Linked DNA regions of Mus musculus: regions 2, 3 and 4 are each linked to region 1. Evidence: chromatin contacts called from public Hi-C and capture Hi-C data. All regions are on one chromosome and are shown on one strand. Each heading gives the region's core, a stretch centred on a gene start, on an enhancer-like site or on the middle of the called end of the contact. The rest is flanking DNA. Distances are from core to core; before and after follow the strand shown. Region 1 holds the start of Gas2l3 (growth arrest-specific 2 like 3). Region 2 holds the start of Tmpo (thymopoietin). Region 3 holds the start of Apaf1 (apoptotic peptidase activating factor 1). Region 4 overlaps Gnptab (N-acetylglucosamine-1-phosphate transferase, alpha and beta subunits).

Evidence for each region. Hi-C and Micro-C count contacts between places; a contact is called where the count stands out from the background. Capture Hi-C pulls out chosen DNA fragments and counts their contacts.
Region 2: a capture Hi-C map of macrophages shows a contact between it and region 1, with 5 times the contacts expected there. The contact joins the promoter of Tmpo here to the promoter of Gas2l3 in region 1. A contact is called at or near these places in 3 of 39 promoter capture datasets (the C10 cell line, hippocampal neurons and pre-B cells), 1 of 484 Hi-C or Micro-C datasets (B cells), 4 of 115 datasets of contacts at active chromatin or transcription factors (the NIH/3T3 cell line, large pre-B cells, pancreatic cancer cells and 1 more) and 1 of 9 other capture datasets (macrophages).
Region 3: a Hi-C map of B cells shows a contact between it and region 1, with 9 read pairs. The contact joins the promoter of Apaf1 here to the promoter of Gas2l3 in region 1. A contact is called at or near these places in 1 of 484 Hi-C or Micro-C datasets (B cells) and 3 of 115 datasets of contacts at active chromatin or transcription factors (astrocytes, large pre-B cells and pro-B cells).
Region 4: a contact with region 1 is called in a Hi-C map of B cells, with 8 read pairs. The contact joins the enhancer-like site here to the promoter of Gas2l3 in region 1. A contact is called at or near these places in 1 of 39 promoter capture datasets (pre-B cells), 1 of 484 Hi-C or Micro-C datasets (B cells) and 2 of 115 datasets of contacts at active chromatin or transcription factors (bone marrow-derived dendritic cells and large pre-B cells).

Annotation. Positions count from the first base shown.
Region 1 is chr10:89,440,875-89,448,744 of GRCm38.p6, reverse strand. Gas2l3 (growth arrest-specific 2 like 3) reads left to right here and starts at 4,778. Exons shown (of 11, transcript NM_001033331.2): 1 at 4,778-4,890.
Region 2 is chr10:91,167,390-91,175,259 of GRCm38.p6, reverse strand. Tmpo (thymopoietin) reads left to right here and starts at 3,641. Exons shown (of 4, transcript NM_011605.3): 1 at 3,641-4,222. The coding sequence starts at 3,947.
Region 3 is chr10:91,079,101-91,086,970 of GRCm38.p6, reverse strand. Apaf1 (apoptotic peptidase activating factor 1) reads left to right here and starts at 4,228. Exons shown (of 27, transcript NM_009684.2): 1 at 4,228-4,788; 2 at 6,883-7,084; 3 at 7,335-7,524. The coding sequence starts at 6,947. It overlaps Ikbip (IKBKB interacting protein), which reads right to left and starts at 3,932. Exons shown (of 3, transcript NM_026166.2): 1 at 3,675-3,932. The coding sequence starts at 3,844.
Region 4 is chr10:88,421,591-88,429,460 of GRCm38.p6, reverse strand. Gnptab (N-acetylglucosamine-1-phosphate transferase, alpha and beta subunits) reads right to left here. Exons shown (of 21, transcript NM_001004164.3): 8 at 807-968. Among named protein-coding and RNA genes, the nearest start is that of Sycp3, 34 kb to the left of the region's middle. Within about 2 kb of position 2,845, at least 9 of the 459 cell types and tissues checked have an H3K27ac peak or open chromatin away from gene starts, as enhancers often do. A contact at or near this core is called in B cells, where this site is marked.

The DNA of each region.
Region 1 (7,870 bases), core at 3,529-6,028:
GAGACACTCGCCCTTGAACTTCTTGTGCGATTCCTGGGGTTTCTTGCCACTTATGCAAACCCTAGCCGGTTGGTGAGCCTTGCGGCTTCATCTGGATTGAACTGCCTGTGCTGGTTTGTGTGTAGTGACTGCAAGAGGACTGGACTGCAGCTGCTGATTCATATTTGGTGTTTGTTACTGGACTGAACTGCTGATATCCCAACAAACAAAGACTGGACTCGCCCCAGAGAGGTCCACTTCTCCTGTATCCTAATGACCCTCCTTTCCCACTACCTCAGGTGGATGGTGGGCTAGAAGAGAGGTTAAAACATTTAAGAGCCCCCCCTTGGTTTGATTGTTTGTTTGTTTGTTTGTTTGTTTTGAGACAGGGTTTCTCTGTGTAGCCCTGGCTGTCCTGGAACTCACTCTGTAAACCAGGCTGGACTCGAACTCAGAAATCTGCCTGCCTCTGCCTCCCAGGTGCTGGGATTAAAGGTGTGCGCCACCATTGCCTGGCTTAAGAACCCTTATTAAAGGTAGGTTTTGAAAAATTTAAACCTACACACAACTATACAAATATCCACTTATTTATTTATTTATTTTTATATTTGAGTTTAAGTTGAGCCTACAGAGATGTAGAACCTGTGGAAGCCATCTTGTAGCCAAAGGGAATCTGAGTTAACAGGGACTAGATTCTGGTTGCCTTGATTGCTGTTGTATTGATGTGAAGAGACATCATGATCAAGGCAACTCTTACAAAGAAATCATTTAATCCGTGGTTTACTTCCAACTTCTGATAGGGAATCTATTAGCATCATGGTGGGGAGCATGGGGGGTTCACAGGTAGGAAAAATGCTGGAGAAGTAGCAGACAGAGAGAGAGAGAGAGAGAGAGAGAGCGCTCGAGCTGGCCTCAAAGCCCACCCCAGTAATGCACACAACACACCTTCTTCAACAAGGACACACCTACTCTAGCAAGGCCACGTTTCCTAATCCTTCCAAATAGTTCACCATCAGGGGCTAAGTAAAATTTTCATACAAACCACCAAATTGTTGATGCTAGTTGAAATCTCAGATTACACTTTACATGAAGTTAGAGAATTTTATCCTAAGATTAAACATTTCCTTTTTGAGTTTCTCTGACATGAGTTTGAAGATTTTTAATTTTTTTTTCTATTTCACGAAAGTAAATGTGATGGAAACTGGGTGATCCTTGGATGACAAGCCAATTGGAGAAATCATGGTTCTATAAGCACTTGTTAACATCTGTGACATTTATAAATGAAGCAGGGGACTGGAGAGTACATCTTCATGCTGCTGTTCTTGCTGTGTGATTTCTTTAAATCTCTGTTCAGATATAGATGGTATTGTCTCCTGGAGTTCCAGCATTACTAGATGTTTGCCAGCTTTAAACAAACAGCCATTTTTTCACAGTTCTGAGGGCCAGAAATCTAAAATCAAGGTTCCAGCAGAGCCAAGCTCCCTGCAAAGATTCTATGAATACCTCCTCTTGAATCTCCTGGATTTATAGGAGCTCTTGGCATTCCTTGGTTTGGAAACGCATAATGCTAACCTCTGTTCCTTTCCTGTCCTACTGTGTGCGCACATGCCTCTGTGTGTGTGTGTGTGTTTCTGTCTAATAAACTCTAATCAGATTTGGGGAAAAAGCCTACTTCCAAATAAAGTCATATTTTGAGGGCCCAGTGGAGATGAGTTGGGGTGTACAATACTTAACTCAGTACATAGATATTAGCCACGGCTATTGTTATAAGATCATACTGTTATAAGATCATATAACATACTTATTAACATAAATAGGTAGCATTCTTACAGTAGCACAAAGGTCAGTATTGTTTTTAGTGTATTTGGATATCAGTTGACCACCTGCTGATGGTGTGATTTAATTGTGACCAGGTCAAGATGTCTATCACCCTGGCATTTCACTTATTACTCCACACAATGCACAATCCATGGCTGACAATAATGTCAGAGCAAAATTAAAACCGGTTCCAAAATGCTGAAATAAAAACCAAAGGTCCGAAAACCAATTCAAAGTGAAGTGAAAACCAACCACGGTGTATTTTAAGGAACCAAAGCATCTTTGTAGGTCTGTAGTGAGATCACACACCTGACTTCAAGGACAACTGGATTTTTGGAGGATCCTCTGTATTTGAAAAAGCTTTTTAGCCAGACAAATAACTTCCCGATGTAATGTAATTTAAACACTGAGGCTTCCAAACATGGTGCTCCCTGAAGTGGGACATACTTTCGAAATTGGGAAGTCAGAATGAATACAGTGTCATCTGATGGAAGGGAACTGGTGGCCCCTCTGTACCCCCCACATTACAACTATGCCAATTTCAATTAAAGAAACAACCTCTGAAACATGGCTATTAACCTAACCACCAATTAGAAAGCCTACACATGAAAGTAGATTATAGCTTATTCGATGGAACCCTCAATTACTAATTGCAGTGCTAAGATCAAGGTAGGTGAGCTGGCCAGTGTGCTTAGGGGATGGGGTAATAATTAAGAACAAATCTAAACGCGAAGTTGTGAATGAAACAAGCGAAGGCAAACTTTAAGGGAAGTGAGAGAGAAGCAGGTTAAATCGAAGGACCTAGAGGGGGTTCATCATCTAAATTGCACGGAGGGATACAGGCTGAGAGGACTACACAGATTTCCAGCTTCTGGAACATTCCCAACAGCACTGTTCTATGTCACCAAATAGACAGAGGAGTGAGAACAAAGCAGGCCTTAAAGTAGATGCTGCAAGGTTTCAGTAAGTGACTTAAAAATGTTAAGAGCTGTGTGTGGAGGGAGACTACATTTCCATGAGCACAGTTTCCGTTTTAAATAAATGGTGTTCAAATATTTAGGCACAAGGCATACACGTAAGAAAAAATCATAAGGACCATTGCTAAGCAGTGACTCATCAAATAAGAGTTATATAGCACAACTTATTACTAATCAAAATTTTTGTGGTGCTAGGGACTTAGACACAGTTGTTCTTAAAGTTTTACAGGGAAGTGCACATATTTTGATATCTAATTTAAAGCATCAAAATCTGGCTAAATGAGGAGGCATATAAATAGCCCCATGGTTTTAAATAAGAAATATTGGGAAACACAGGGCGATTTTAACAGACTCTGTGAATTTCTGCTGCTGTTGCAGTCGGCAAAGAGATCTCAGATGGACTGCAATTAGGAAACAAAAAACCAGGAACAACTACAGGCTGATATCATCAAGTCCATTGATCAATTTTTAATGATGGCCTTCTCCACTTGGAATCCCGGGAGAGCAGGATCCCTGGTGCTTAGGATAGGGCCTGCCGCAGAGCATCTCTAATCCTTATCTTCTGCTTAGATGGATTGAAGTAGCTCCAGCCAGCTCAGCTGTTATCGGGACATCTTTAGCTCTACGATTATCTTGAACTTCAAACTTAATACACCCAGCGAAAATGAACACTGGTCCTCTACCACAGCTTGTTTTTCCTGTATTCCTAAGACTAGTGCCACCACATAATAACCAAGGCCAGATAAATCACCCTCTTAGTTCTTCCAGATACTTCCTTCATACCCGCCTTCTGAGCTACTTTAGGGAGTTGTCATTTTAGGTTGCTTTTTGTTTGTTTGTTTGTTTTAATGACAAACTATTCTGTTCCTTTCTTCAAAAATCTTTGAAAGTGAACACACCCCCCCCTCCCTAAAATGAAAACCCCACAAATGAATTTCCTTGTTCTTTATATCCTTGTAATTATCTCACAGGCCTGCACCAGGACTGCATCTACATCCCTCAGTATCTATCAGGCCTACCTTCATACACACATACTTTCAGACTGCTCTGTCTCTCCAGGTCCAAACTTAGGTTATGCAAAACGATTCCTTCCAGAACGTTCCATGTGCCTCCCGGGTCCTGCATTTGCTGTTACTCCTGCCTAGGAATCAATCGTTCATAGCAATGACTTCCTCTGGCAGATTCCTGTTGTTCCTTCAATATCTAGTCATTTCCAAACCTCTGACCATCACCCTGTTTCACAGACTCCCCATTCCATGCCCCTCAGCCCTTTGAAAACTGAGATTGTTTTGTTCCCTATGAAAGCTGTATTGTTTTTGTGAGAGACCAGGTTTCAGTTCAATGCCCACAATTTAGAGATGGAGAAGCCTGCACATTCGAGGTGTCAAGACTTAAAAGGAACAGAAGCCGCAGGAATCTAAGAACTTGGGCCAGAACACAGAACCTCCAGGCTTTTAGCCAGTAAGATCAGCCCACATCAAAAAGCCACTTTTGAAGTTAACTCACATCTATCACTACAGTGTAACAATCACATGGCTACATTGTTACTTTGACATCCAACTCCCCTTTCCCCCACGTTTCCTGAAGGAAGAGCCAACATCCTCTTTTGGCTTCCAGGGGTGACTGCAGGGTTTTTCTCTCTCTTTCACAGTGAGGGGCCTGGGGTGGGCTCTGTCTGAAAGACTTCTGCTTTGGACGGGTCCCTGCTGGGTTGGTTTGTGTTTCTGGAAACCTCAGTGCCCCTCCGGATGGATGTAAGCAGATTTTAGGGTTGGAAGGAGCTCAAAGTCCTGGGAAGAGCAACATTCCAGGGCGCTCTGAAGCAGCCTTGAGAGGCGGGCTTCACACACTCTCCTGAACGACGGGACAAATAGGAGGGGTTGTCACTGCCACTGATAGAGACTGGACTGGAAAAGGTCGCTACGAATTCTTCGTGCGGTAGAAAGTCTCCGGAGGCGTGGCGCCCAGACCACGCCTCCGGTTCTGATTGGCTCCTTCGAAACAGGCGGCCGCGCTGGGCGACGAACTGCGGCGGCGGCGGCGGTTGGTTGCAGGCTTGCTGGCACGCACAGATTGAGCCCGAGTCGCCCGGAGAAGTGATCTCGCTCCCGGGCTGGTGAGTGACTTCCCTCTTGGATTTCTCTTTTCCTCCCTAACTTTCCGTTGCCTGTCCTGCGGCATCTTTGCTGCGCCTCAGCACGGACTCCCCACCCCCACCTCCCCAGTCTATAGCGTCCCGGTGGAGTTCAGGTGGGCTACAGAGCTGCAGGATTCCCTAGAACTCTGCGATTGGCTGACTGAGGGAGCCGCCTGCTATGATTGGCTCTTGGGGCTGTCACGGTGACGTTCAGCTCACCTTCCGACACCTGCCCGCTCTGGTGGGTAAGAGGGGCTATAAGTGTGAGCTCGGGAGCGGGAGGGGCGCGAGGTAGAGCCGCGACCTGTCCTGCTCTGAGACACAAACTAGTGCATGGTAGCCGGTCACCCTGCTGCCCAGCGCCCAGCCAGAAAGGTCACTTGATTCTTCTTCATCATCATCCTCAGAAAGGAAGGGATATAATCATTGGCCCAGGACAGACTCCTACTCATGATCACGCTGCTGTTTTGCCCCGTGATAGGCACTACAGACTCTTCCTTATTTCGCTTCTGCAGGGCTCAGATCTCCCAGACTTAACGGAATTAGGGAACATTAGTGGAGCCCTTGCACAACGCTCTCCCACCCACACCCCTGGGTTTGGAGAACTGAATTGGGGGAGGCTTGCAGAATGCCCTGGGAGGCGGAGGAACCATTTGAAGAGCTTGCATCCCCATGCATATCCCCCACCCCCACCCCACCCCAACCTCGTTCCATCCTGTCTCCTTTAAACCTAGGGGCCGAGTCGATCACATTAGAGTGCTCTGTAGTCTTTCTTTAAAACGAAGGAACGTGTTTTTCTGCGGGTCCAGTCTAGGTCAGAGTTTGGGTTTTGCTTAGCCCATGTGAGGTCGTTAATGACTACCCTTAGATAAGTAGTTCTGAATGGCTGTGGGCTCACTTCTCTTGAGCTTACACAGAATGATTGAAAATTGGGATTTCCCCACACCTTTAATTCCCTTCAGGAGGAAACTAGTAAGAATATTCTGGTGTAGATTCTGACGTGGTGCTGCATCTGACTCATCAGTTTTTAAAACTTACTATGGTCAGCTGACACTGCTTTCTAGCTGTCTGCTGCCATGACATTGGAGACGCTGGGCAGAGTTCCTTACCTCAGGCATGTTTTTCACCTTCCTGTTGAGAAAGTAAAGTGTACAACATGTTTTACTGTCTTTCAGTAGTTGTTCATGTTTGGATCAGGTACACCTTTTACACACCTAATAAGGATGTATTGAGAGAATGGGAAGCTAATCTGATTTGTCTCGAGTTTGCGTTGAATTAGAACCTCATCATCAGAGAGAACTGCCTCAGAAATAATTTTTGCAGTAACCTAATTACATTTCTTGGATAATAATAATAAGTCCTCTTTCTCCTCCTCCTCCTCTTCTTTTCCTTTTTTTTTTTTTTTTTTTTTGTTCCGAGACAGGGTTTCTCTGTGTAGCCCTGGCTATCCTGGAACTCACTCGGTAGACCAGGCTGGCCTCGAACTCAGAACTCCGCCTGCCAAGTGCTGGGATTAGTTATTCTTCTTCCTCTAAGAACCCAGTGAGTTTTCTCATTGAATTGCACTGTGATGCACCAGATGTTTTGGTTAACAGAACATTACTAAGTATTTTATCTATGAATCATAAACTGTCACAGAACCTGACTGTAATAAAGTATAGCACAGATATAAAAGGTAATGTGATCTTTTCGCTGATAGTATCTTGGGAGTTTGATGTCATCAGTCAGTCATGTGTTAGCAACTGCTGATGTATTATCTGATAGATGTCTGCTTACTGTCATGCAATATAAACTGGTTGTAAGAAGGTATTATATTAGCTATTGGTGGAGTTAGTGTGTGTGTGTGTCTTGTGTGTGTCTTGGGTTGGTACTCTTTTTTTTTTTTTTTTTAATTGTTTTTTGTTTTTCAAGACAGGGTTTCTCTGTGTAGCCCTGGCTGTCCTGGAACTCACTTTGTAGACCAGGGTGGCCTCGAACTCAGAACTCCGCCTGCCTCTGCCTCCCAGGTGCTGGGATTAAAGACATGCGCCACCACCACCTGGCTGGGTTGGCACTCTATGCATGCTAGGCAAGCACTCTACCTCAGCCTAGGATTGATTTATATTCCTGGCCAAAATTAAAGTTGGTTCATTAAAAAGTGTTTGGCTCTGTTAAAAATTCTTTTCTTCTTTCCTCTTTTCCTCTCTTCCTCTCTCGTCTTCTTCCCCCCTTCCCTTCCTTTCTTTTGACCTGTGTTGTGTGGTGGTTTGAATGAGAAAGGTCCCACCCTGAGGCTCTTATGTTTGAACACTTGGTCCCCAGTTGGTAGGGTTGTTTGGGAAGGATTAGGAGGTGTGGCCTTGCTGGAGATGTGTCACTGGGGGGACAGCCTTGAGGTTGCAGAAGCTCAAGCTATTCCCAGTTAGCTCTCTCTGCCTCATACTTGTGGATCAAATGTCAACCCTCAGAAAGCTCTAAGGATGTAAAGTTCTCAGCTCCTGCTCCAGGGCTGTGTTTGCCTGTCTGCTGCCATGAGTGGCTACAGACTCACACCCTGAAACTTTGAGCCCCAATAAACTCTTGCTTCTCTAAGCTGCCTTGGTCATCACAGCAACTAAAAAAGGTAACTGTTGCTTTGCAAACCACGATGGTCTCAAACTTGTGACAACTTGCCTTAGCCTTCTGAGTGCTGGGATTACAGGCGTGTACAACCACGTCTAGAGAAAGTATTACAGGCGTGTGCAACCATGTCTAGAGAAAGGGTTTCACTCTTTACCCACGCTCATATTTTAGTATACAGCGTGAATGATCCATAAGCCATTTGAGAAGTTTTCTGTTAATGGATAATTACATATATTTTTCTTTCAGTTTTCCTGTATTTGTATATTTCCCTTGCAGTCTTTTAGTTGAAGTGATGGAGTTGAACTGATTTTAAATATCTTTTCAAAGTTTTTTTGGAGGGTGGAGGTTGGAGAGAAGG
Region 2 (7,870 bases), core at 2,392-4,891, 1.7 Mb before region 1:
AAAATGCAGTCGCCCGGGCTACTGAGATCATCCGTACTGACTGCACAGAACAAATCGGAAGCTCGGAAGGAAACTTAAAACCAGGAGCTCCCAGTCTCTGGAAGAGGACCTGGGTGTCCAGAGCAAATTCCAGGACATCCAGGGCTTCAAAAGAGAAACCGTGTCTTGAAAAACTGGATGGATGGATGGATGGATGGATGGATGTATGGATGGATGGAGAAAAGGATGGAAGGAAGGAAGGAAAGAGGGGAAAGAAGGAAAAAGAGATGGGGGTGGGGTGGGCAGGGATGTCTGGCAGTGGTGGTACTTACCTTTAGTCCCAGCACTCCGGAGGCAAGTGGATCTCTGTGAGTTCTAGGCCAGCTGGATCTATAAATCAAGTTCCGGGACAGCCAGGGTTGGACATAACGTTTTTTTAGGGGCAAGTTTGAAATCTGAAGTTAGAAACAGATTTACTAGCCTAACCTCTTGCCCTTACCTTACATAGCATATGGGGGATAAATATTCTCTCCTTTGGAACTTTACAACAGTTAAAAACCAGACTTCCTTCCATCACTGAGTTCTGGACGCATACCCACGGGCATCTCCAACAGTCACTTGGTGAGAAAAGTCTAGAAAAGCAAAATTTTTGATAGCTGATGACAGTAGTCATGTCTCCTGAGAAATTTAGTTTCTTCAAGCATCCCCCTATTGATAGTGTCCAGGGAATTTTTTTTTTTAAGTTGGGGGAGGCAACCCAACAGATGAAGTGAAGTTTTTGCTTAGGGAACAATTTCAGGCATCCACGGTGCAATTCTTTGTGAAACACAGATTGAGTGTTGGGCTTGCTACTGGGTTTAAAACCACCTCCGGGGCTGGAGAGATGGCTCAGTGGTTGAGAGCAGTGTGCATTTCTTTTCTAGGATCTAAATTTGCTTCCAGGCACACATATCAGGCTGTTCACAATTGTCTGTGAATCCAGTTTCAGGAGATTCTAGCACCCTTGTGCTCCCAAGGAGCCTGCACATACCCACACATCAAGAAAACAGACACACACACACACACACCAAAAACACACACACACACACACACACACACACACACACACACACACACACACACACCCCAAAAACAGGAGGTAAGGGCAGGCAGGTATCTGTGAGTTTGAGTCCAGCCTGGTCTATAAAACAAGTTCCAGGACAGCCAGGGCAATTACACAGAGAGACCCTGCTTCAAAAAACAAAATAAGAATGAGAATAAATGTGGTGGTGGTGCCCTTTAATCCCAGCTCCTAGGAAGCAGGGGCAGATCTCTTTGAGTTCAAGGCCAGCCTGGTCTACAAAGTGAGTTCCAGGACAGCCAGAGCTATACAGAGAAACCCTGTCTTGAAAAACAAAAAACAAACAAAAAACAAACAAACAAACAAACAAAAAAACTTGTTACTACATCATCATCATTATTTTTGTTTGTTTTGTTTTTGTTTTTGGAGATAGGGTTTCTCTGTATAGCCCTGGCTGTCCTGGAACTCACTTTGTAGACCAGGCTGGTAGAATATTATTTTTAGTTTACATTACGAGATTAACAATACTGTTGCTTAAACACATGTGAATATTGAAGGTTTTCTGGTTTGTTTTGTTTTGTGGAGACAGGGTTTCTCTGTGTAGCCCTGTGGCTATCCTAGAACTCATTATGTAGACCAGGCTATGGTCAAACTCAGAGATGGGCCTGTCTCTGCCTCACCCTCACGGGTGCTGGGCTCAAGACTTACAATGCTTTTTTGTTTTTGTTTTTGTTTTTGAAGACAGGGTTTCTCTGTGTAGCCCTGGCTGTCCTGGAACTCACTTTGTAGACCAGGCAGGCCTCGAACTCAGAAATCCACCTGCCTCTGCCTCCCGAGTGCTGGGATTAAAGGCTTGCGCCACCAAGCCCGGCTAATGTTGAGTTTTTAAAAGGGGGAATTAACACAATAAATTCCCTTTAGGAAAATAATCTATCATGAAAATAATGTTCTGCCAGGCAGTGGTGGCACACATTTTGGATCTCTGCACTCAGGAGGAGGTAGACAGAGCTGTGTTCGAGGCCAATCTGGTCTACATAGTGAACTCTAGGAGAGTCAGGACGACATAGAGAGACCCTGTCTTGAAAACACAAAAGAAAACCTATCTTCAGATTTATAGGTCCATTTTTACTGAGGGTTTTGCTTTTCAACGTCTTCCAATTTAACCATGTAGACATAGGTAAGCACAGTTTAAATATTTTTGTTCATATTTTTAATTTTGTTCATGCTTAAATTTAAGGCTTTTTTATAGAACATAATCTAGAGCTTAAGACACTGAGGGAATGATTAAGAGACTCTGAATCTGAGGTCAGCTGCTTCCTCTCACGAGCAGTGTCCTGAACCATTTCCTGTGTAGACATTCACATTGTTCAAAACCCTAGATACATTGAAACACTATACATGCTTTCATTCGCTTTTTATTTTTGTTTTTGTTTTTTTTTTTTTTTTGTTTTCGAGACAGGGTTTCTCTGTGTAGCCCTGGCTGTCCTGGAACTCACTCTGTAGACCAGGCTAGCCTCGAACTCAGAAATCCACCTGCCTCTGCCTCCCAAGTGGTGGGATTAAAGACGTGCGCCACCAACGCCCGGCTCATTAGCGTTTATTAACTACACATCTTATTGCGGACTTTTTACATAAATTTAACTCTGATCATGTTCGCCCATATATGTAATTTGTTAATAGGAAACATTTCTGGTCAGTATTGTGTTCCAGAAAACAGAACTGTGGCACATTTGAGACGCTAACTTGAATCAGCAGCATGAGTTTTACAGGGTTCCTGGCTCCCTCTAAAATTAAAAAATTAGTATGCACCACTACAGGCACATAAAGTTGAATACTAGAGACTTTCTAAATGTTGCGTTTCATCTTGTTCCATTACCAAACATTAGGTTTGATGAAGTTAGGGGAAATCCTTGGTGCTTGGGGTGGGGGTCTTAACCTAGACGGCTTAAAAATACAAAGAAGGCATTTGTTTTAAGCCCCAAGAACTATGGAAACCAAAGGGTTTGGTAAAAGAAGGCAAAGGGAGACTTAAAAATGCAATTTTGTAACAAACTAAAGCTGTATGGAAACCTTCAGCTGTGGAAGTCTGGCTTTCCCTAGATTCCAGACAAAAGAAGCGTTTGCGAACCGAGGGGATTTGACTTCCTGCGCATCCCGCACCACAGCCTGTCTGGTTTTCACGCTTCCCCTCCAGGGCCAGCACTCGGAGGGGGCAAGGCCAGTCGGCCGCCATTCTTCAGGGGGGCTCGGTGTCCCGGGAAGGAGCCAGGCCCGGGCAAAGGGTCCTCAAGAGAGCTGGCGCAGAACTCCGCCCGTCCGAAGGCGATCGAGGCCGGGACGAGGCTTCTCCGGTGCAGGGGGCCAGGAGAGAGGGAAACAGCGTGCAAACCCAGTACCGCCCATCCCTTATCAGCGTCCGAGGGGAAGGGCGGAGAGCCGAGGAAACAGCGGGCCCCGCGCCCGAGCTCCCGCCCGAGCGCCTTTTAAACTGCGTTTCTGCACCTCTCGCCCTGCGCCGCGGCGGCTGGAACCCGCGCGAGCCGCCCAGCCAATGGGTGGCGCGCTTCCTCCGGGCGCCCGCCAATGGCGGCGCGCGTTCTTGGGGCGTGCGCGAGCCAGGCTCCCCCCACCCCACCCCACGCACTAGCTTGTGTATGGGCTCGGCTCGCTGCGGGCTCCGGGTTCGGCTGCACTTGCTCCCCAGTCGTGCGCCAGGGGCTTTTTGTGGCGGGGGCCGGACCTGGGTTTTGTGTCCCGAGTTCTGTGCCGTGCCCGCGGCGCCGCTCCGGGGCAGGGATCTCCCGAGGCGGCGGGCGCAGCCCCCGGGACCAGCGAGCGAGCGCGCCGGCGTGAGCAGCGGCGGCGGCGACTGTGAGGGGCCGGGGAGGAGAGAAGGAGGGGGACGAGATGCCGGAGTTCCTAGAGGACCCTTCGGTCCTGACCAAAGACAAGTTGAAGAGCGAGTTGGTCGCCAACAACGTGACGCTCCCGGCCGGCGAGCAGCGCAAGGACGTGTACGTGCAGCTCTACCTGCAGCACCTCACGGCGCGCAACCGGCCGCCGCTCGCCGCGGGAGCCAACAGCAAAGGGCCGCCCGACTTCTCGAGCGACGAGGAGCGCGAGCCCACGCCGGTGCTCGGCTCCGGGGCCTCCGTGGGTCGCGGCCGCGGCGCCGTCGGCAGGGTAAGGCGAACCCCCCCGGGGCCGCGGAGACGGGCGTTTGGCGGCCGCGGCGCGTGCTCGGCGGCGGGGCTGGCCCCCTCGCGGGGTTCCCCGTGCCCGCGGCGGCGCCCCGATCGCGAGGCCGCCGGGGAAGGCGCGGAGAGGGGAGTCCTCGGTGCGAGCCGCCCCGGCTGTGCTGCTTGGCTGCTCGGGCCGGGTGCACGGTCCGGAGTGGGTGTAGACGCGGCCTTCCGAGCCGTTTTCTAAAGCCCGACAGGCTTGGCCCCCGGCGCGCGAGGTGAAGTTGTAGCGTTTTCCCGCTTTAGCGCCGAAGTGACTCGCAACAGTGTCAGAGCGCTCCCTGGAGGGCAGTTTGCGACATAGTCATTTCTGGCCTTTTTTTTTTTTTTTTTTAAATAAAGGCATTCCCGCCTTTTTATGTTGTTGACTTTTTTTTTTTTTTAAACAGATGGAGGGCTTTTTGAACCGTTTTGTTTCCTCGCGTGTCATATTCTTCCAGTCATCAGGCCCCGCCTTAAGTGGGTTTGCTGTACTGTAAACGGGACGTTTTAAGTACGTTGCATTTGGAAAAGTTTGTTCCCGTAGACATCCTGGAGAATCCCAGCTAGTGAGCGTTTTGTTTTATCGTTGTAAGATTTTTGCTGGAGGAAGTAAAGATCCGGAAGCAAAAAGAAAAGTTTATGACATACTGATGTATCAGTATTTGAATTTGAATGCCTCAGGCCAGTGAGATGTAAGATGCGTTCCTGCCGGTGTGTATCATTTTGCCTTTTTTTTTTTTTTTTTGGTTGCTGGCTTTTTGGGGGTACGTTTTAAATAGTATTTTGTAGGTTTATATTTAGTTAACAGAATTCAAGTCATTAAAAATTAGTTATGAGTGTTGATTTGGAGTGTTTTAAATCTTCGAGAAGCATGTGAATGTTTTGACTGGTATCGCGGTTTGCCTCTCGTTTTGGTGCTGGGAATTGAACTCAAAGCCTCTTTTTTGTATGTACTAGCCGGGAACTACACCTCAAGCTGTTTGCTTCTTCGAAAGTTTAGAGTGTCTTGCGATAATTTAAAAAAAAAAGTGGGTTGTTTCCTGACTGCTCGAACAAGAGTGAAAGTTACATCAAACGCATGTGTGGATTTAGTTGAGAAAACTTTTACCCTTAACTTTCAATGCCTAAGTGTTTTAAGATTGACACAAATCTCGGGGCGGTGGTGGCGCACACCTTTAATCCCAACACTTGGGAGGCAGAGGCAGGCAAATTTCCGAGTTCGAGGCCAGCCTGGTCTACAGAGTGAGTTCCAGGACAGCCAGGGCTACACAGAAAAACCCTGTCTCGAAAAAACAAACGATTGGCACAAATCAGTGTCTAGTAAGCATTAGCCCCGTGAATTACAGCGTCGGGCACCTGTAATCCCTGAGTCCATGGCCGTCCTCGGCTACTTGAGCTCTTGCCTAAAACCAAGTAAATATTGACCAGCCTACTGTCTTTGGTGTCTCCTATTTGTGGATTCTGTGGGGGCAAACATACCATGTTATTGTTTGTGTGTGTGTTTGAAGATTTTTTGTTGTTTGTTGATTGGTGTTTCTCCTGCATGTGTCTGGGGGGTGCCATATCCCCTGGAACTGGAGTTGAGCGTCCATGTGGGTGCTGGGAATTGAACCAAGGTCCTCTGGAAGGGCAGCCAGCTTAAGAACACTGGGGCCCCCATGTTACTGTATTTTCAATTCTACAAAATAATGGGTTTCCTCCTAACTTTTTACTTACCCGTGTGTCAAGTTCCCCCGTGGCTCCCAACCCCTTTCTCCCTTCACATTAGTCCCCTTGCACTCCCTTCAATTTTACATGTCATGTATTTTTTCCTAAATCTAGACCCAGCATATTAGAGTGTGTAGGTAGAATATTTATTTGTCTTTGGAAGGGGGATTGAGATAGGATGTCCTGTGACCCTGACTGTGCTTGAATGCACTGTAGCCCAGGATGACATTGTCTCTGATTCCCGGGTACTGGGATTGTGGGTATGTGCCACCATGCCTGGGTCTGTGTGGCAAATTTCACTTAACATAATCTCCTTTCATCCATTTTTGTACATGGCATGATTTTATTCTTTATAGCCAAGAAAAACGCCTTTATGTATATATTTACATTTTCTTCAGTGATTCGTGTAGTGGCAAAGTCCCATGCTTTTTGTGGGCTAAAGCCATTCAGGGGGCTAGGGAGATGACCTGTCATGAAAACACAAGGACCTGATCTCCAGCACCCACATAAAAAGCTGGGCACACCAGTGGCATGTCTTTTTTAAAGATGTGGAAGACACATACCTGTACCAGAATGTGAACACACACAGACAGACACACACACAACCACTTTAAGTAAAATGTAGTAGCTGATAGGGCTGGAGAATGGCTCAGTGGTTAAGAGCACTGACTGCTTTTCCAGAGGTCCTGTGTCCAAATCCCAGCACCCACATGGTGGCTCACAACCATCTGATGCCCTCTTCCCTTGTTTCTGAAGACAGCTATAGTGTACTATAAATAAATAAATCTTTAAAACAGCAACAACAAAAAATTGCCCAGCAGTGGTGGCTCACTTGGGAGGCAGAGCCAGGCAGATTTCTGAGTTCTAGGACAGCCAGGGCTACACACACAAAACAAAACAAAACAAAACAAAACAGGAGAAAAAAAATTGTCATATTTCCTCTTACCAGCTCAACTTACATGAAAGATCCTTCCTTTTTTGTGAGCACTTACTATGGGGCTAGGCCGTACAAGAGTAGAGGACAGTTTCGGATGCTCCAGAAGGAGCATTGATGCCCAGCACTTGGTGGAGACACAGTTCTTGCTATATCCCTTGGATGCTGGCTCCAACCCAGCTCTTTATGGTGGGGGCTCTTTCTCTCAGTGGGTCTCATATGATAGGTGTGTATTCTCCACCTGCACTATTTAAATCTTTTTAAATATAAATGTCTTGATTGGACTCAGTGGTATCAACTACTCGAGAAACCAATATTGGAAACAAGTACAAGAATAAAGTGAGTTCTGATTTAGGAATTAAATTACCACTTTAAAGTGCAGCATAGGGAAGGTATCTTGAATTTCAGAAGAAATGTAGAACATTTTTGATTGCTTGTATAAAAGTTATTCCCCTGTTTTTTTCCTGCCTTGGTCGCCTGTGAGCTAGATAGTAGGATGTTCCACCATGCCCAGCCTTCGTGAATATTTTTAAATTAAGGATAATTCCATAAAAGGATATGATTGTTTCATATGTATTACCATCATAGAATTCTACCTTGAATGCATATGATGGGTCCTGTGGTATGGGGGGGGGGAGATTTAGGCGTCTAGTTATCTGTCTTGGTAGCAGTATTTTTAGGTGTTAAAATCACCTAGATAGTACACACAAGAGCACACATTTGTGGGGTTGGCAATCTGCCTTTTTGTTAGAGCGTGCCAAGCATGAAAGTTTCGCTGTTAGGGATCCAGCGGAGCATAGTAACATTCCTGGTGAGCCTGTCAGGGGAGGAAGGAACTTCAGGCATGCATAGTTGTCTATTTGCTTACAGAAATTCTTGCTGTATCGCTCAGCCTGGCATTAAACTTAGGATCCTCTTCCCGGGCTCCGTGTGCTGGGAGCTGAGGTATGCCCCACTGCCTGTGCT
Region 3 (7,870 bases), core at 2,979-5,478, 1.6 Mb before region 1:
ATGGTACACACCTTTAGTCCCAGCACTTGGGAGGCATACATGTGAGTTCCAGGCCAGCCAGGGCTATCTAGTGAATCCCCATCTCTACAAAACCCAAAACTCAAATCACCCAACAAAAACCAGTAAGTGTTTAAAGTATAATGCCATATTTTATATGAAACTCTTCTAACACTAGTAACAACAACAACAAAACCCCTAGAAATAGAGTTAGCTAAGATATTAAAAGATTTATAGAGGGGGCTGGAGAGATGGATCAGTGGGTAAGAGCGAGTTAGAGAGAAAGTTATACTGGATGAGAGAGAAAGCTCTGAATCCTATTCCTTGTTAAAAGAGCTTTTGAGGAGCTGGGAGGATGGCCCAATGGGAAAGTGCTTGCCCTCTGTATCTGTGACCCTAGCACATGAGGAGAGAGGGTGAGAGGAAACAGGACCACTAAAATTCTCTGGCCAGCCAGTCTAGCCAACTGGTGAGTCCTAGGTTCAGTGAGACTCTCTCTCAAAGACATTAGGTGGAGAGTGAGAGGCACAGATGTTGCTGTGAGGCTTCCACCATACACCTGCACATATCACACCCTTACCACTGAGCTACACTCTTGCTTTTTTTTTTTGATTTAAGTTTTATTGCATTATGATGAGAAAAGATACATAATTTCAATTTATCTGAATTTGTTAACATTTAAAAACATATTTTGAAGCCGGGCGTGGTGACGCACACCTTTAATCCCAGCACTGGGGAGGCAGAGGCAGGAGGATTTCTGAGTTCGAGGCCAGCCTGGTCTACAAAGTGAGTTCCAGGAAAGCCAGGACTACACAGAGAAACCCTGTCTCAAAAAAAAAAAAAAACAAACATATTTTGAGTAAATAAGACTTACATCACATTCTTCTTTCCCTTTGTACCCCAACTCCTCCCAAAGAGCCTCCCTTCTAAACCTGCAATACTTTTCGATTTTTATCATATTCTTTAAAATTCATAAAATATTGTAACAATAAAAATGATTATTATAAAAGTTGTTTGATTATAAGACAACAATGGAACAGTCTTATGTAGATGTTTGTCTACAGCAATACTGAAAATACATACATTTCTCAATATAAATTTTAAATAACTCCAAATATATTAACTGTATGTTATTTTAAAATAATATATCACTATTAGGTTTTGTTTCTGTTTTTTTGTTTGTTTGCTTTTTTCGAGACAGGGTTTCTCTGTATAGCCTTGGCTGTCCTGGAACTCACTCTGTAGAACAGGCTGGCCTCGAACTCAGAAATCTGCCTGCCTCTGCCTCCCGAGTGCTGGGATTAAAAGCGTTCGCCGCTGCCGCCACCACCCGGCACTATTAGTTTTTCTTAATGAACGTAAATAGATAAAGTTTTGGATACAGATTTACACTCTTGCTTTATAATTTTGATTTGACATTTAAAAAATCACTTTGGAGAGACAAAGCTCAGCTTATAAATAACCTTTCTAATCAGTGTAACTAACATGTTTTGTCTTTAATTTAACCCTTAATGTTAAATCCCTAAGATGAAGCACAACTTTTTAAGGTGTGTGTATGTGTTGTGGTGTGTGTGTTGTGGTGTGTGTGTGTGTGTGTGTGTAAGTCAGAGACTGAAGCTGGTTGTCTTTCTCAATTGCCCTCCACCTCATTACTATTTTTATTTGTCTCTCTGTGTGTGGTCACAGGTGTTCCACTGTGCATGTATGGAGGTCAGAGGACAACTCTGGGGATTCAGTTCTCTTTTTCCATTGTGTGAATGCTGGGGATAGAATTCAGGCTGTCCTTTGGCTTTGCAGAGCAAATGCTTTTATCAAATGTACCATCTTGCTGACTCAACGGAATCATTTTTTGAACTTGAATTATCAAAAAAGCTGAACATTCTATGACATAGTTTCTTAGTGGATTATGAGGCTTTGTCTAATTAACGGGAACTAGAGGAATAAATTTAGCAACTAAAACCACTTGTATTAAGCCCTGGTGCAGTGGTTCTCAGCCTTCCTAAAGTTGTGGCCCTTTAATACAGTTCCTCATGTTGTGGTGAGCCTCAACCATAAAATTATTTTCATTGCTATTTCAAAGCTGTAATTTTGCTACCATTATGCATCACAATATAAATATCTGATATGTTACCCCTGTGGGGGTCTCAACCCACAGGGTGAGAAACACTGCCCTACAGAGAACTAACAATAACTCAGTAATATTCTTTCCCAATACAAAATGTACCATGTCCCCATTTACCTAAAAAGGCATGCATTTTAAGGTATGCATAGTTTATTTAAAACAGCAAATCCAACACATTTAGATCAGAATTAATATATTCTTCAAATACTAACACTATCATTAAATAAAGTTCTTTTTAAAGAGGACAATGATCTGTATTTCAGTTGAACACGTTTTTATTAACTTATAACAAAACCCAGTACTCAAGCATTACCCAGTACAAATGCCTAGTATAATCCTAGCACTTGGGAGGTGAAGGCAGGAAGATCAGGGGTTCAATGTCACCTTCGGCTATATAGTGAGTTCTAATCTAACCTAGGCTACCTAAGAGCCTTTCTCAAAAAACCAAACCAACCACTCAACCATAGACCCCCCCCCCCAAAAAAAAAAAAAAACAAAAAACTCAAGGACTCAGGGTGTCACCAATAAACTAAGCTGGAAATAAACCTGCATCAAAACTACTCTACCCTGGAGGATATCCAGAGTCTTTTCTGAATTCTATTAGCTCTCTTATTCCACATTTACACTAATATATCACTAATATATGCTTGGTTTCAAAGCTACAAATGTTGAGCGGGATGGCGGTGCCCCCACTACTGCAAATAAAGTGTAAAAATACATGTATATAGCTGGGTTGTATGTGTCATACAGCCAGGTTGTGGTAGTACATGCCTTTAACACCAGTACTAGGGAGGTGGAGGCAGGCAGATCTCTGAGTTCCAGGCCAGCCTGGCCTACAAAGTGAGTTCAAGGACAGCCAGGGCTACACAGAGAAACCCTGTATCAAAAAACTAAAACAACAACAATAAGAAAACACGAATGTTTAGTCTTAAGGGAAAACATATTCTTTACAATGTTACATACAGTTCAACTTGTAATTTAGGAGTAAGACTATATAGTCTTTTATAGCTGTTAAGAACATGCATGTCTGGTGTCTTACAACCATTGGTAACTCCAGCTTCTTGGATTTGACACTCTCTTGCGGGATCCTCGCGCACCTGCACACACGTGCACAAATACACTGACACTCATACACATAAACAAGAATAAATCTTTAAAAAAGGACTATAGTTTTAATGTAGGCACACAGCTCTAAATAGGAGAAAGTCTCATTAGCATTTATCGCTCAGCAACAACGAACTTTTTTTTATTAGGCTGCAGACATTTTAAGAGTGCGATTTTTGGTGGAGGGTGGAGCAAACTCATCCGCAAAGCTACAGAGTGGACGGGAAGTAGTGGTTTTTAGGTATGTGCAAACTTGTGACGTGCAGTAGTAGATGCTTAATAAAGTGTGGGCCGAGTCCTGGGTGACATGTTCCCAGACTTTAGAGGGCAGCGACAGGAGCATGCTACCAGAACATTGTTAAAAGAGCGTATTCAAGCGAGAGTGGGTTGGCTCGAGGTGCTAGGCGCCCACGCGAGGCCCGACCCACGGCCTGCAGCATCGCACACTTACCAGGCCAGGCCCAGGGTCATCGCCAGAGACAGCAGGCTGAGCCCAGTGCGGGGGTCCGCCCAGCCCGCGTCCCCCCGCGCCTCGGGGTTTTTCCTGCCATCACTCCGCTTCTCGGGCTCAGGAGCAGCCACTTTGGGCCCCGGCTTCTTTCGGCTCTTCACTTCGGACATGTCTGGATCCCTGAAGATCTTGAAGCCAGGATGGCTTTGGAGGGGGGCCGTGGGACGTGGCTGCAGAGCAGCTTCGGAAGGCCACGCCCACCAAGGCTGTGCCCCGCCCTCAAGCGGCTGGCCCCGCCTCTGGATTCCGCTACCCGACTGAGTCTGCGGGAGACCCAAGCTCGCGGGTGCGCGCAGGTTGCGGAGAGGCGCGTAGAGGGGGCGGGGCCGAGAGTGCCACGTCTAGCTGGGCGCGAGCCCGCGGCTTAGCCCCACCCCACCGCGCATGCGAGAACGCTCAACCAGGGCTTGCGGTCACGCGCCGGGCGGGGCGCGCGCGCGCGGCCGCGGCGGCGGGCCCTGGGCGAGTGAATTTGCGTGCCCGGGCGCGCGCTGTGTGGACTGGGCGGGCCCAGCGGTGTTTGAGTGCTCCGCGGTCCTGAGGCAGAGACCAGGAGGCAGCTAGAGGAGCAGACGTCTCACTCCGCTCGCGGAAGGGTGTGAGAGGGGTGTGTGGGGGTCGGCAGCGAGGGGTGTGTGCCATCAGCCACCGGCGACGATCTGAGACAGTCGCAGCGGCTTTCCGAGCGGCGTCCGCTTCCCGCCCGGGCAGCTCCCGCCAGAGGGGTGAAGCGGCGACTGGAGTGGCCGTGCTTTTGTGCCCTGGGTCCCGGTACCCTCCCCTGGTGCGGCCCGAGGCAAGCCCACCGAGGTGACCACCCCTCGACGCCGCTTGGAGATCCCGGGCATCCACCCTGCGCCCCGAGCAGCTGATACCCAGGGAGGTGTCAGGACCTGCCCGGGGCGCGGGGTCGCCGGAAGCCAGGCGGGAGCCCCGGCTGCTTTCTGGCAATCTAGTCTCATAAGTGACCCTCCCTGGGCTGCTTTCTTTCGATTATCATCAGTGACCCTCCCCCGGCTGCTCTTCCCAGCACAACTCCGGTGCAAAGGCTTGGGTAAGTTTACTGCCTCGGTCTCACCTCCCCAAGCTCCTCTGGGCAGGCTCTTTGCAAGTTCTGTTGTAGCTCCCAGGGACTGAAAGATCAGGGGACGCGGGATGTTTGGTAATCATCCTCCTGCTCTTGTACCAGGAAGAGAAATTATCTAAGGAGGAAGTAGACCACTATTACTGTTTTCCTGGATAGACTTAGCCTTTATATTGTGGTCTGTATCTCGGACCAGTTTTGGCTTTCTGTTTTGTTGTGGCCACAAAGAGGTTGTGGCCCTGGGAATTTGCCCATAGTATTCCAGTTTGTGTAAAGTTTGAAAAAAGTTGTTTAAAATTTATATAATTTATGGCTGGGCATGGTGGTGCACGCCTTTAATCCTAGCACTCGGGAGGCAGAGGCAGGTGGATTTCTGAGTTCGAGGCCAGTCTGGTCTACAAAGTGAGTTCCAGGACAGCCAGGGCTATACAGAGAAACCCTGTCTCGAAAAACCAAAAAAAAAAAAAAAAAAAAAAAAAAAAAAAAACCAAAACAAAAAAAATATTATATATATATATATAATTTATGTATATGAGTTCAGTAAGGCTAGAGAAAATTGGAACTTAGTTGTCAAAGTGTTTTTTGTTTTTGTTTTTTTTTTTTTTTTTGGAGACAGGGTTTCTCTGTGTAGCCCTGGCTGTTCTGGAACTCACTCTGTAGACCAGGCTGGCCTTGAACTCAGAAATCCACCTGCCTCTGACTCCCAAGTGCTGGGATTAAAGGTGTGCTCCACCACTGCCCGGTAGAGTATTTGGTTTTTGCTTAATTATTGGACATAACCAAAAATCTTTTCATAACGGGGTTTCTCTGCATAGCCCTGGCTGTCCTGGAACTCACTTTGTAGACCAGGCTGGCCTCGAACTCAGAGATCCACCTGTCTCTGCCTCCGGAGTGCTGGGATTAAAGGCGTGGGCCACGATGCCCGGCTGAGAAACTTTTAGGAAACTAAAAATGTTAGTCTTGTTTCTGGTCATTTCTTTTTCTTTGATTTTCCTTTTTTCTTCAGTTAGTTTCATTCCAGTTGTGGGCGCACAAACGAATGACTTCTTTATTTTTGCAAGTGCAACATTTGATGTCTTAAAAAAATTTTTTTTTGAAGTTGAATGATTCTTGCCCTTCTTCGGCGCTCTGTATATTACTCTGTGCCTATTTCAGTTTTTGCACGTAGGACAGTCATCTTCTGATTATCTCTTTTTGTTGTGTATACACACACACACACACACACACACTCCTAATGAAGGAATGATTATGCATATTTAAGACATTCACACTTTACTACATTGGAGGGAGTTTTTGTCAGTGCTTTTACAACTTGCAAACATTCAAAACTGAACTTTATACCCGTGGAATAATTTTTGTTGTAATGTAGGGAAGTTGTTAGGAAATGAAAGTCACTTTCTGTAAAGCATGATACTCTTTGTTCGTTACCTTGGTCCAAGAAGTGACATCAGAGGGAATTTCCTGTGGTTCTGTGAATATGTGCTTACTAGTGAAGATCTGCGGCTGATGTCCATGTTGAGAAGCTGGTATCAGCAACGCTACTTGGTTTATAGGTTGGATAAAGGAAACACGCTTTAAAGCACCAGGACTTGAGTATTACAGTAAAACTTTTACAGAACCTCAACCTAAGAGAAGGGAGAATTTTTACTGTAAAAAATTTTACTATAAAAAAACCCAAAGTGTTTATTGGAAAAGTGGCAACACTTTATAAAATTATGAAGGAAGAAAGCCAGAATCTTGCTATCAGTCTCCCAAACACTTTGATGAACGACTCTTGAGCATCTTCTTAATACAGTTATGTGACACAACACATTTTGTGTTATTTGAGGCTTTATTTCTAATTTTCTAAATTAGCAGTGACTTAGACCTATCTTTCCTTGTCAGCATATATTCTGCATTGAGATATATACCATAGGATTTAAAATGGCTGTGTGTAATGTTCCATTTTATCTATAAATCCTAATTAACGAATAATAATAAAAAAATCCTGTTTTCCTTACATTTCTCGATTACCGTTGAAGTTACACATCCGGCGCTCACACATCCTGTTGCTCGTCATGACAGGCATCCTGGTGCTTTGCCTCTAGCCCATGCTCCACAGCGAGGAGAGAGAAAACCCTGAGGCACAATGGATGCAAAGGCCCGCAATTGTTTGCTTCAACATAGAGAAGCTTTGGAAAAGGACATCAAAACATCCTACATCATGGATCACATGATCAGTAATGGCGTCTTGTCAGTGATAGAGGAGGAGAAGGTCAAAAGTCAGGTAAAAGCCCCGAGGTAGTCTACGCTTCAACATTAAAAAATATTTATTTATTCATTTACTTACTTATTTTATGTATACGAGCACACTGTAGCTGTGTTCAACCACACCAGAAGAGGGCATCAGATCCCATTACAGATGGTTGTGAGCCACCATGTGGTTGCTGGGAATTGAATTGACATCATTCTCAGCTAATTTGTGCTGCAGACATATTCGCCTGTTCGTTCTTACATTATTCAAATTTTTTTTTCAGGCCACTCAATATCAACGAGCAGCCGCTTTAATTAAAATGATACTTAATAAAGACAACTGTGCCTACATTTCATTCTACAACGCTCTGCTACACGAGGGCTATAAGGACCTTGCTGCGCTTCTGCAGAGTGGCCTTCCTCTTGTGTCGTCTTCCAGTGGCAAGGACACAGATGGTGGAATAACTTCATTTGGTTTGTATCCCTGAAACACTTGTGTCATATTGCCACGCTATTGACTACCGTGCTTGTAGCTCTGACTGTAGTTAAATTGCTGGAGAGTGTATTTCACTTCTGGACCAATGTATGTGCCAAAATATTTTAAGTTCAAATGTAAATATTTATTTGTGTTCATCTTAATCCATTTTTTTTTCTTGCCCAGTGAACTACTTACTGCCAAGGTAGTAGCATGTGTACCCTAAATTTTAGAGCTATTAGGAGCTTTTATAGAGCCTTAATTATTATTGTTATTATTATTATTATTATTATTATTATTATTATTTGTTTTTTTTCAAGATAGGGTTTCTCTGTGTACAAACTC
Region 4 (7,870 bases), core at 1,596-4,095, 1.0 Mb after region 1:
CTGGGACATGGGAGAGGCAGTGGACACAGAAAGACTGAAGCAGCTACTCTAAAGGCCAGCTCGTCTTCATCCTTTGCCTGCTCTGCTCTCAGGGGGCTAAGTTTTAGGTCGAGCTGACACAAGCTGGAGCCATCTTAGAGGAGGGGACCTCAACTGGGGAAATGCTTTCATAAGATCGGGCTGTGGGCAAAACTGTTGAAATTAATCAATCAATCAATTACTTAATTAATTAATTAACTTCTTCCTTTTTAAATTTTTTTCTGTGTAGCCCTGGAAAGCTATCCTAGAATTTGTTCTGTAGACCAGGCTGGTCTCGAACTCCAATATTTGCTTGCCTCTGCCTCTAGAATGCTGGGATTAAAGGCATGTGCTATCTAGCCTGTCCAAAGCTTTACTTTATTTTTGTTTACATTTGTGAGTGACTGTGAGTGTATGTGTATGCGGGTGCCCTCGAAGGCCAGAGAGCTGTCAGATCCCTCGAAACCAGAGTCATAGGAGGTTAGAAACCATCCGATGTGGGTGCTGAAGGCAAAACTTGGGACCTCTGGAAGAGCAGCAAATGCTCTTTACAGCTGAGCCATCCCTTCAGCCTTGTTCCTCCCAATGAGCAGGGATAGAGAATGGAGGTTTGGAAAAGTTCTAGTCAGGTCACCTCTCAGTTAAGCCCTCCTCTTCCTTGCAATAAATGGACTTGTAAAATCTTAGCAGTCTAATTCTTCAGCCGACCGCTCCCCGAGCTGCGCGATTCTGGCAATGGCAGACACTCTGAGTCCTTGACCTGGGCTGAAGCAGCCTGTGCGCCTCACCTGGCTGATGGCACTCAGGTCCCACAGCAGATACGCAGGGCTGATGGTCAGTTCCTTCCCATCGATGGTCATGTTCTTCTTGGTCTGCTTGTTCAGCTCTTGGAAACCCTTGGGATTATTCAATTTCAGAAGAGCGACACTGGCCTCCGAGTACAGCCGCAACTGAGAGGTGACACAGAGACACATGGCTTCAATGAATAAACGCAGATTTACACTTATTTATTTATTCATTCATTGATTTATTTACTTATTTATTTCTGAAACAGGATTAGGCTGACCTTAAATTCCTGGCAATCCTTCTGCCTCAGCCTCCCAATGCTGAGATCATACAGGTGTGAGTCATCACACCCAGTCTCTAAACTTTTAATCTTGACACATAAAGACAGTTTCACAGGCCCCAAGTGTTACCCAGTTGAATGCAACAGGAAGGGGTGGAGGCCAGTGTGAACAAGACAGCTCAGGCGTCACAGCCACACCGCAGTGCCCACAAGAGACGCTAGATCTCCTGAGAGAGTGATGCTTTTATGAAATCCGTCTAATTTTTCAGAGCTGGCTTAAACTAAGGAGAAACCACCCCACCGAAGACAGAAACTCCTCCTGCTGCACTGGCGCCTCTCTCTTCTTAATCTATTGGGCAGAAATTAACACATGATCCTAACTCACTTCTTAAGCAGTTCCTGGTGGCCCCCCGAGCCAGAAGAGCAGTAGGATTCCATGTGTGGCCTTCCCTCCTTTCGTCATGCATGGTGTCAACTGCTTTATGTGGTTTTGTTTTGTTTAGTTTGCTTTTTTGAGACAGGGTCTCGTCTCGCTCTGTAGCCCAGGCTGGTCTTGAACTGTGGAACTTAAGAGATCGGCCTGCCATCGCTGTTAACTCTTAACCCCCAACAGTGTGCACACGGTCTCCTGCCTGGGCTCCTGTACCTTGACTGTCCTGGCACACATCAGGACCTTGAGAAGTCAGCCACCACAGCTGTCGTCCCTGCCTCCGTACTGGGGAATGGGAGGCGGTGTGCTTAGGTGCATTCCCACCGCTCCTTGCAAGACTCTGTGCCCCTTCCTTCCAGTTCACGGGTCCCCCACCACACCTCTAAGATCCCCCTAGAGCGAGGAAAACCAATTTCTAGAGTAAATAAACAGTACTGTAATATTATAATTTAATGTCAAACTTAAATGGGAAAATACCTGCATCCTAATGTCACCTACCAAAATTGTTTTTACCTTGGAAGTAAATGTTAAGCCTCACAGAAATAGCACTAAGCTACACCTTATGCCCCCCTTTGCTTTTATTTTTGAGACAGGATCTCACTGGGGTGCCTGGAGAGGCCTTGAATTTGCAATCCTCCTACCCCCTGCCTTCTGAGGCAGATTACAAGTCTGTGTTACATTTTAACTTGGTAATTATAGCATTTTCGCTACAATTTTTATCATTGACTGGCCATGTAATGGGCACCAGACACTGCCTTGGGCAATCATTGTACCAGCGTTAAAGTATAAATTGAGATCTGTACTGCTCTGAGCCTTAATGGATCATCCATCCAGGCTCGTGCTGTCACAGCAGAGCTGGCCTGTGAGATGCAGGGATGGATGGATGGGTGATGGCCAAGCAGGTCAGAATATGATTGGTTAGTGCAAACAGCCCACCCCACTCCCCCTAGCTTTGTGTTCCCATTCTATGAAAAGGTTGTACAATCTCCCTTCATGGATCCTGAACTGGCTGCCTCCCTGAGCTCGCAGAAAATAACGTTTTCATTTTTAAGCTTCTGTCTCTGAAGTAAGTTTTCTTGGCTTCTACTACAAACCCAACATCCCCTTTATCCTGCAAGCCATCTTATCAGCCCACACTAGCAATTGCCTAGGACTGGCTTCTAACTACATCATCAAAAATCAGAAAGAGATCCTCTCATAGTAACCACACAATAGGTGAAAGATAAGAAGTAAGGAACTTTAAAAGAGTATTTCAAAACATGAGATTTTCTGCCTCTATAGGAGGCAGGGATAACAAGCATGAAGTAGTCTCTGCTGTCCACTAGGTGGCAGCCTAATCCTGCAACTTTCATTACTTGTACTAGATGTATCTTGCTGGAAAGGGATCTAAGAGGTACCTTGATCCTGGATATTTATTTTATTTTATTTTATTTTATTTTATTTTATTTTATTTTATTTTTGTAGCAAATGCCATGTTTCTGTGGTTTCTGATGAAAGATGGAATTCTTAGCTGACACTCCTGATTGTCTGGTCACCAGTTCTGCAGAACTGGAACTGCAGGCTTCTCCGTATGCTATCATCTGTTTTGGGCAGTGCTAGGGACTCAGCCTGGGACTCTGGTATGGCTATACTGGCATCCACCCTACTGAGGTATATTCCTAGCCTCAAACATGTCTGAAATACCCCTAAACATGCTTCTACCATTTGCACTATTTCTAGGAAGAGAGAGAGAGAGACAGAGAGAGAGACAGAGAGACAGAGAGAGAGAGAGAGACCGCAGCTGAAAACCACTGAAGGCTGGGCAATGTTGCACATGCCTTTAACTCCAGCACCAGGCAGGGGCAGACAGAGCTCTGTGTGTCTGAGGCCAGCTCAGTTTGATTCTCAGGATCCACACACATGGTGGACAGAACTGACTCCTGAAAGTTGTCACCTCCACACATGCTCATTGTAGCATTTACATGGACACACACACACACACACACTGTAAGTAACAAAAGTTTCCTTATAATTGATTATCTATATCCTATATCTTTACATCTAGAGTCACGTAAAAATTTCTCAGCCAAAGGGGTTGTGAGTGGGAAGGTTAAGGAGGTTCTGATACAGAGAACAGAAGCCCGGATACTGCTACACATCTTGTGAGCATAGGACACATAGTGAGGTAGGACTGCCAGTATAGAATCGAGCAAACCCAAAGAATGCCCGAAGATTTCCTGTAAGACATACATCCCAACAGCTCTTTAAAAGCTCCCAGAACTCAAAAGATAGAACCTGTTTTTAAATTTGGCTGATTTGGTTTTCATGTTATTAGGACATCTTCTTAGGAGGTCTACTTATGCCATAGGGTTGAGGACTAAAGACTCACATCTGAGAAAGAGAAGGCACAGGCGGTTTCTGTGACAACTCCCACCCCACCCCCACAAAAGCCTCCACCTCCCAAAAAGTAAGAGCCCAGACAGGAAGCCATTGAAGAGAGCCCTGGAACAACTGTGACAGGGGTGCTAAAGTGTAGCTCTACACGGTGATGGCTTCCGGCAGGTGTGAACGTCAGGAAAAACTGACCCCGCTCCAGGGAGTAAATGGGCAGCACAAATTGGACCTGGTTGCTTTTTTCTGGGGCGCGGAGCAGGAGTAGGGGAGGGAAAGAGGTCACAACAGTGGGGTGAGGCAGACCTGGGAGGACTGGGAAGTGAGTGTGATCTTGGGGGGCATTATGTGAAATTCCAAATAAACAATAAAAATATGTTGGAAAAAAAAAAAAAGAAGTCCTTAGGATTAAAAACCCTCCTGCTACTGCTAACAGAAAAACAAACTGGCAGTGTTTAGTGAGTTAATAAGTCAAGGGTGCAAGGTTTTAAGATGTCCTGAAGGCTGTCCCAAAGCTAAAGCTAGTTCCATATTGTTGCTTCATCTGCTGACTATTTGTTCGAGAATAAAACAGAAGAGAAGGACAAGCATTAAAAGCCAAGTGCACGAGATATTTTCATGGAAGTCGCTGAAGGTGTCTTAGAAATAATAGTACAGGGCTAAGCATCCTTCATCTAAAATGCTGTGGACTATATGGGTCCTAATGTTAAGAGTTGCTTGTTTGTTTTGTTCAGTTTGTTTTTTGAGTCAGAGTCTTATGGCCTGGAATTTGCTATGGAGGCCTCAAGATCCCCATGCCTCTGCCTCCTGAGTGCTGGGATTAAAGGCAGGCTCCACTATGACATTGTGTCTATTTTGTTTCAGGACTAAACACACCCTTCATCCCACCACTCAGGAGGTAGAAAGATCTTACAGTTGAGGCTTAGCCTGGTCTATAGAACAAGTCCTATGCTAGCTAGGGCTACATAGTGAGACCCTATCTCATAAAAAATAGGAGAGGAGAGGAGAGGAGAGGAGAGGAGAGGAGAGGAGAGGAGAGGAGAGGAGAGGAGAGGAGAGGAGGGGAGAGGAGAGGAATAAAATATTTACATATATGTATGATGAACTATTTGGGGGATGAAACTCAAGCCTAAATATGAAATACCGTATACATAGAGCTCAAAGATAATTTAACACGTTTTAAATAACTCTGTACATGAAACACAGTTTCATATGAGAATACACACCTCATTTGACACTTGTGGTGTCATGCTGGCACTTAGGGTGTATGGAGCAATAGACAGGATCTTCGGATTAGAGGTGTTAACTGGCAGCACAACTTTTGGTGACCTTAAACAGGTCCAGGACAGATTTTTTTTTTTCTTTCAAGACAGGGTTTCTCTGTGTAGCCCTGGCTGTCCTGGAACTCACTCTGTAGACCAGGCTGGCCTCGAACTCAGAAATCTATCTGCCTCTGCCTCCCAAGGGCTGGGATTAAAGGCGTGCACCAACACTGCCCGGCTCCGGAATAGAATTCTGAGGGTGGAATACAGGTGAGTCGTTAGGCAACAGTACCTGTCCTTCCTACCTGATCACTAGGCTACCTAGCCTCCAGTGAATTAGCATCGAGTCTGAAAACACCCCCACGTCACTGAACCACATAGACCTTCCCTATTCCCACATATGCGCCGGCTGTTTTTCTGTGTCACTGTGCCACAATCCCTGACGGAGACGTCTTCAGGGAGGAATGGTTTACTTTGGTTCACTATTTGGAGCTGTCAATCACGGTGCAGACAGACCGATGGCAGGAACAGGAGATTTACCTGTTCACACCTCAGCAGACTAGGAGGCAGAAACAGACCAGGAAACAGGCCTGGCCTATAAACTTAGGGTGGCCTATAAGTTCCCTGGTGATGCACTTCAGCCAGTTAGGACCCAAAGGGTTTGCAACCACTCAAAATAGTGCCACCATCTGGGACTCGGGTGTTCAAACACAGGCACCTCTGGGGTACATTTCTATCCAAATCATAAGAGGACAACTCTGTGGCCGTCTGTTCAGTTATTCACGCGCTCCCAAATACCTTGTGTGTAAGTCCTGTCCTTCCAAACAGGATATAAATACCCGAGGGCAGGGCGTGTATCCCCCACTTCTGCATACCTGCACAGCAACCACCATCACTCAATTACAATTAATGTGAGCATTTCCTTGTGAGCTCTGGGCTGATTTCCCGAACGCTCCTCACACGTAAGGAATAGAACACAATCAAAGCCAAAGAAAATGGAAAAGCCCCACCGTAAATGAAAAATGTCTAAAACCACAGAAGGATGTGAGGTGAAGTGAAAATAAAGATGATAGGTAATTTATCAAGAGAGCAAGCCTGTATTTGTCACATCTAAAAACTCTACTGCTAAATCCGTAGGGAATGGGATGATAAGAAGACCCACCTTCAGGATTCTCAGAACAGAAAACCTGACAGGGGGTTGTGTGATGTACAGGGCGAGAGCGGTCACAAGGCTTGTAGGAATTCCGATCCTTTATCTTAGTAACACCTACTCTCTAGTCCCTGTCCTCCCCTCAGAGCTATAAAAGCACACTTTGACAGGACATACAACGGTGAGGGCTTATGCCTATATCAACTCACTGGGGGCGGATCACCACAGAATGGGCAGGCCTTCGCTCTGGTCCAAGGCCTGCATCCTGTGAGTGTCCTATAAGACCGGTGCTCAGCCCTTGTGTGGAGGTACAGAGGTGAACAGGAGAATGTTCTGAGCTGCAGCCTGTGGTGTCTGCTGGGCACGGCTGGGCCCTCCCTCCCTGTCTCCTGGACCACAGGCCTCAGCACAGTCCTGCTGGAAGAACACAGGAGCGTGGAGTGATTGAGCTGTTCCGGTTCCAACCCTCGGTGTCTTGTGGTCGTCCCTCTCATGTGTGGCACGTGCCTCGCTTGTCACACTAAACTGAGCAGACACTGTCACTGTAACTCCCCTCTGCACTGTTTATCTCCTCCTCCTGAGTCTTCCTTCTCGCTAACAGCTCGTTGACATACCAGCTGAGCATCTTTCAGATGCTCCAGGAACCAGTCCCACACTGGCCTCCCTTGGCCAGAGGCCCCTGGATAGGAAGAGCTTGCAGGACTGAACGTGCCCCTACTCTAAGGTGTGTGCCTCAGAAACACACCAGATCGTCTTCTTACTGTCCCAGCCCTCCCTGCCTTCAGGATAAGGGTTTTTCACTGAGCACAAGCGTACTGAGGACAGAGTGACATTGGTCTCATTAGTATAATGATGATCACATCAGGCAAGTTCTAGTTCAGTGGGTTCCAGGAACTTAATACAATCATTGCTGATTAAACTTTGTCATTTATTTATTTTTTATTTTGTGGTGTGGGAGTCTGTGCGTGTGCATGCGTGTGCATGTGGTGCATATGTGTGTGCATGTGTGTGAGGATGTATGAACACAAGAGCATGCATGTGAGAATCAGAGGGTAACTTGCAACCTTGCCTTGCCCATCTCCCCAGCCATCCCTAAGGAAGCCTGTGGCCTTTAGGAACTCCCCAGACACACTACCTACTTCCCAGCCCTCAACATTTTTTTCCAGGCTATTCTCAGAGCACTCCCTTCTCAACCCAGGAACAGTGGCTCTGTTGAGGACCCAGCTAAGGTGCAAAGCCCATTTAACTCCTACCTTGACTAAAACCCAGGCGTCCTTGGGCACTGCTATAGTGGAAGTGTTCATGTCCCAAGGAAATGTCTTAATTCCCTCTGTTCTCTCTCACATACTCCCTGGCATGCAGGAGGTATTTGATAAAAACCATCTAGAAAGACTGGGAACCGATGACAGGAACCACCCTTCTCAGAAGGTGTATAACAGAACCAGAAGGGGAAGAATGGAAGGGCCGGAGGCTGGGAAGTGGCTGCATAAAAGTATAGGGACCTGAGTTCTGGTCACCAGAACCCGTGTACGAGCCGAGCAGGCCTGTAAGCTCAGCGCTTGGTTGGGGAAAGG